Linked DNA regions of Ovis aries: region 1 is linked to region 2. Evidence: chromatin contacts called from public Hi-C data. All regions are on one chromosome and are shown on one strand. The core of a region is the stretch at or near the end of the contact, and the rest is flanking DNA. Distances in the headings are between cores, read along the strand shown. Region 1 has its middle 28 kb from the start of TRNAW-CCA. Region 2 has its middle 74 kb from the start of USP24.

What was found. Hi-C and Micro-C count contacts between places; a contact is called where the count stands out from the background.
Region 1: a contact with region 2 is called in a Hi-C map of skin fibroblasts, with 2.5 times the contacts expected there. The contact joins two enhancer-like sites. A contact is called at or near these places in 2 of 16 Hi-C or Micro-C datasets (skin fibroblasts and tail adipose tissue).

What each region holds. Positions count from the first base shown.
Region 1 is chr1:29,827,629-29,830,458 of ARS-UI_Ramb_v3.0, reverse strand. No RefSeq gene overlaps it. Among named protein-coding and RNA genes, the nearest start is that of TRNAW-CCA, 28 kb to the left of the region's middle. Within about 2 kb of position 1,463, at least 14 of the 54 cell types and tissues checked have an H3K27ac peak or open chromatin away from gene starts, as enhancers often do.
Region 2 is chr1:29,662,225-29,665,153 of ARS-UI_Ramb_v3.0, reverse strand. No RefSeq gene overlaps it. Among named protein-coding and RNA genes, the nearest start is that of USP24, 74 kb to the right of the region's middle. Within about 2 kb of position 1,668, at least 3 of the 54 cell types and tissues checked have an H3K27ac peak or open chromatin away from gene starts, as enhancers often do.

The DNA.
Region 1 (2,830 bases), core at 214-2,713, 170 kb before region 2:
TCTAACATCAGTATCTATGGCACAAAGAAAGATGATCAATCAACAGGGAATCACCCCAAACTAGCCTCATTTCCTACTGGAGCTGAGATGCTAAATAACCTATCAAGAGCGTTCCACAGATGTTGTACAAAGACATCGTAAGAGAATTTGGCTGATTCCTTGGCAAAATCTAGCTAGCTCATCAACCTAGCCTCCCCAGAATCACACAGTGGACATATTCTTTGCTTTTCCTTAGACAGCAACAGCATCACCATCTCTATTAGCCTTAACCAGGCCATTTTTTGGATGGGAAAAGTCAAGGGTCGAGCCCTCTGACTACCAGTGATTTCCTTCAAAACAGGATTTCTCAAGTGTTACCAGTCACATGGAGAAGAAAAAAAAAAAAAAGTATTCCAGTGAAATTTGCCAATGAAACAAAACTTGTTCATGTGCTTTCCAGACTCCAACCACCACTCTCTTTACCCTCCCCCACACTCCAACCAAATTAAGGACTATTGAGTCAGCACCAAATCCTCCCAACCCCACCCACTGGAGCAGGTATGGGCAGCCTGCCCATGCATCAGCTGTGCACCCTGGGTTCACAGACCTTCACTAGCATCACACAGTTGAATTCAAACAATAGATGCTTATAATTTTATCTAATAGTTTTAAATGTATCATTTCCACTTCCTACTTCCTCCTGGCAGAAATCCTTATACTCAGATTCGAGTCCTAGTTTTGTGGCTAAGGTCCCTATAACACAAAAGCTAGAGACGGAATGGGAAGCAAGATCTAAGAGATCTCCACAGAAGAGACAGGTAAACACACAGTTACACAAACATTAATAATTACTTAGTTATAACTTTACTAAGCTTCAGGTACCAAAAGAGCATATAGCAGAGGGACCAGAGCTAATGCACAAGTCATTATGCCCATTTTAATGGTAAAGCTGAAGCCACAGAACTCATGTGACAGAAACAGCATGGAGCTGCTGTCCAAGAAAGGACTAGAGAGGAAAAGAGAGGAGGGATTGTAAAACACTTGTAACTCATAAAATGTTCTATATTTGAAAAAATGACAACTGTCATTCTTGTATTCTGGTATACTATGCTTAAGATTCTATCAAAAAAAATTTTTAATAACCTATACCAGAGTTTTCATATTTACTTCCTTTTTCTAGGCTTCTGGGGCCTGGGGTGGGGTGGGGTATTGGGACAGAGTATTTCAAGGCAGATGTCTAGTCTAACATTCTAGCATCCACCAAATAGAACTCTTCCTGTATCAGCTCTCATAACTTGGGCAAATTACTCAGCTTCTCAAACTGTTCACCTGGTCTGAAAGAAGTGGATGATAATATCTACCACACAAAGTGACTGTCAGCATTAAGTGAACAGCATATATACAGCCTCACACATACTAAGTGTTTATAAGTGAGAGTGCTCCTTTGCTTCCCTTCCCTCCCCTTCCTTTCTCTCTGGAGAGGTCTTCATTGCACAAGAAGATGAATCAGCATCCTAGAAGCCTAGCAGGAAGTTGCTGTCAGAGGCATGCCCTACCCTTGTCAATATGTGGCTTTGGTCTTGGCTCCAGGAACTTAAAATTTAAAAAGAAATTTATATGGCATAACCCTCACTCCTAATTTCCCACTTGCTGTTCATGACTTACCAATTGCGTGAAGGACAATAGTGGTTCTGAGGGGAAGGATGCATGTGTGTGTGTGTGTGTGTGTGTGTGTGTGTGTGTGTGTGTGTGATGGGGGAGAATGTAGAATAGGAAATTTCCATGGTCTTTATTTACAGTTCTGGGAGCTTGTGAATAGCTTAATAAGAAAATTATTCCTCCTTTTTCTTTCAGTATTGAGCAGTGATGCATTTGCACTTCTTAAACAGAAAACCTCGCGGACAGCATTGGAGATAGAACTTGACTGTTGCATTCCAGAGACTTGGAGAGCCCAAGTCTACAGAACTGCTACCTGGCCCAAGACCTTCACATGCCAAATTGGCTGTAGAACTTACATCAGGAGAAGCTTCATTTCCCCTGAGGAGCTGGCACGCTTCTGTGTGATGGAAAGAAAGACATTCCAACCCCTATACTGTGTCCAACTTTGTGCTAGGCCCTAGGCAGCTGGAGATAGAGTGAAAAAGACATAACCCTTGAAGTGCATAGGTGACCCTCTGCAGTCTAGACATAGCAAGTTGAGATGGTAAGAAAATTGCCGAACAAGAAACAAACCCACTCCCAAGAAGTAACATTTATTATTAAGTAGCTAAAATGTGTTAGGTGTTTTGACAGCATCAAACCTTCCCTTTTGTTGTGTGCTTGACCCTCACAATGATCCTGAGGGATACAGATTTCTAGCTAGATGATCAGAGCCAAGGTACTTAAACCTGTAGGCATTTGAGGTCCCTGGAGCCCAGAGACAAAAATGGCAAAGCTGGAATTCAAGCTCAGATCTGACTCCAGAGCTCTTTCTTGTCTACCTTGTCATACAGCCCCCAAAGAGCATAAGCAAGTGAGAAAATGGGCAGGGTCCTCCACTGAAATAGGCAGAGAAGCATGCAACTGGTTTAGAAAGACTTCTACCCAAAATGATTACATAAAAATTTTGCATATGAAAGGGTTATTGGAAAATTGACTTAAGTGACACAGCTCATTTCCTGATGAAGCCAGATTAATGGGACATGACCGAACCGAATTCCTCAAGAAGTAAATGACTCACCTCTTCTCCTGCTGGGCTGCCTGGAGCTTTCCTTGTAGTTGGCCTTCTGCCCTTTCTGAAAACCCAGCTGCTAGGATGGGAAACTCAACCGGTAAGGAGAAAAGAGAATCTGTTGTTTACCTCCGAGTTTTC
Region 2 (2,929 bases), core at 419-2,918:
AAGCAGGTATCAGGCCAGGGCCCAGCCTGTATCGTGTCTTGGAGAGCTCATCTCCAGGCTGCCAAGTAGTTTGTAATTGTGTTTGTGATACCCAAAGGTAAAATGGGATGTCTTTGGTAAGAAAGGAAAGTATTTGTTGTTCAGTAGCTAAGTCGTGACCGACTCTTTGCAACCCCATGGACTGCAGCATGCCAGCCTCCTCTGTCCTTCACTGTCTCCTGGAATTTGCTCACTCATGTCCATTGAGTCGGTAATGCATCCTCTGTTGTCCCCTTCTCCTCCTGCCCTCAATATGTGCCTGGAGTTGGAGCAGGAGTCAGGAGGCCCAGGTTCCAGCCTGTGCCTGTCATGGGTTCACTGTGGGACCTCAGCTGGTCCCTTCTCATCTGCGGACCCAGTTTCCTCAACAGTGGCCTCCTGGGTGGGAAGTAAAGAATGGGGAGAAAAGGCAATGGGTTAAGGGACCTCAGTGGCCTCCTTCCCGCTTCATGGTTCAGAAATTCCCTTTTACCACAGAGACAAGTGACTCTGCAGTTTGAGAAAATGGACTTTCTTCAGTCCTGGAGCTGATTATCCTGCCCTACTTTTTCTGACTGTTGGCTTTTGCCTTTCACCTCCTTGTGTGGCTCTCACTAACCCAAAGCTTGTAACCTTTCCTTCTTTCTTTTCACATCCTTTGAGAGTAGATTCTAAGAACTCATTGGTAAGATTAATGAATGACCAATGTTTGTGTAAGACCTTTGCAATTTAAAGCTAACTTTACATTGATGACTTTATTTATCCTAAGCTGAATGGAAGATTACAGTGGTGTAGCCCTAACCTAAGACTTGCCCCTCTTGATTGTAATTGCTTGTTTCAGCACTTTCCTTGTGAAGTGAAATCTCTAGGACTGTGGGCACTGCTTCCGCCTGGTTTGCCACTGTTCTCCCAGTGTTGAAACATAATCCCTGTCATAGAGTCCACTCTTAATAAATATATACTGGCCAAATCACCCAGGCCTGTAGCTGATTGAATGTGGAATTTGAGAAAGAAAGAGGAGTCCAGGGTGACTGGAGGATTCATCTCCTAGTGAGCCCACCAGGTCACTCCAGGAAAAGCACAGGTAGGGTAGCGCAGTGGTCAAATGATCCAACTAGGATCATAGTAGCTTCTGGCATGAAGGGCAATGTCCAGGTAATGCTTTCATAAGGGCAGAGGGAAGTCCTTTGGGTGGTTTTTATGGAACCTGATCATTCTGCAGCCTCTAACACCAAATCAGATGGGTCGATGGTATTATGTTGCCAGAAGATCATCTGTGACAATTTAAGCAAGTTAGGAGAATATTTGGCTCAGATCAATCTGAAAAAAAAAAAAAAAAGTTCCATGGAAATTTCAAGAAGAAGAAGAAAAAAAAATGAACCCTACAGAAAACAAATGTTTCTGACCTAGGTCAGACTCTTTAAACAAAACCACATGAATGTTCAGACACATTGGTCAATTAGCTTAAAGGAGCGTTCACCACACCTTCCAAATGCTTTCTTCTTTGGGGAGGGGCTTTAATTAAAAGGCCAGAGGAAGTCTGGCACAGAAGATGACAAATGGGAAGGGATCACCTTAGAGAAGCCATTGGCACAGAAACAGAGAAATCTGGGTTGGCTGGGATGCTCAACATTTATTAAAATTCCCCAAGTGTGAACTCACGCCTGAGTCAGACTGTCAGTGGGCTGCCTGAGGAGGAGAGTGGAGGCCCATAATGAATTCTACAGCCAGAAGCTTTACCACAAACTCCAGTTCCACAACTGAGGCTGAAGCAGGGGCGCTGGAAAACCAAACCTTAGATAGGGAGCCTTAGGAGAGCAGGGTCCCAATGCAGAACTGGACTTGCCTTGGTGGAGTTATCCCAGCTTAGGTGGTCTCAGAAAGGGAGCATGTTTGGGCCTCAGCCAACAGCTAGTCTAAGGGAAATAAAGCTGAAGCTAAAGAAATCATCCAGGCATTGTATGGCTGTACCCTAAACAGGAAGGGAGGCTTGTTGTTGGGGGCTGGGGTAACCCAAAGGAGCTACATGGGCCCTGCTTTGTCCCTCCATCCTATAATTATCTGTGCTCCCCAGAATTCAGTCTTGCCCTGTTTCTCCTCTCATTTACTCCTCTCCAGCTCTAGCCACACTCATGAGATCCAGACTCAAATGGCCACCAGCCCACTGGCCTTCTCTTATGGGATGCCCCAGGGGGCCCGTCAAACCTCTGTTCACTGTCTCAGTGACCTCAGGAAAATTACTTATGCTTACTGAGCTTTTGTTTTCTTTCTTGCAAAATGGGCATCCAAATATCTGCTTTACACAATTCTTTTGAGATTGAATGACTTAATGAATGATACATACTCAATCTGGTTCTTACTCAATATCTCTCCCCTTCCTCCAGGAATATGTAGTCCCCCGTCATGTTCCAATTTGTGTTTTGGCCAATCATTTGGGCTTCTGTACACCCTTCACAGGCAATAACCAAAAGGACTGAACTTAAGGACACTTCTAGAGTTGTGTTCTCTGGTGATCCATGTGGAAAATGGAGCCAGGTATTGAACGACCTTCAAATCCAAGATTCATCAACCCAGACTCATTTTCCTACCTGCCCTGGAGTACTGCTCATCTTAAATCCCCTCTGTGAGCGAATGGCAGAACCATCCATCCAAAACCCCTGAACTGAAAAGCTGGATATTAGCTTCAACTCCTCTCTTCCCAGCAGTCACCAAGTCCAGCTCTATCTCTTAAATAGATCGTCAACCCATCATCTCTCATTACTCCCCACCTAGAATACCTCAGATGCATATAGGGGCTTCCCTGAAGATCCTATGGTAGGTCTACCCAGCTGACAGTGATTCAGAGACTGTGGGTGGCTCTGTTTGCTTCATCTCTTGTTGAACTGCATATGCCCTTCCCCAAGCTTGAACC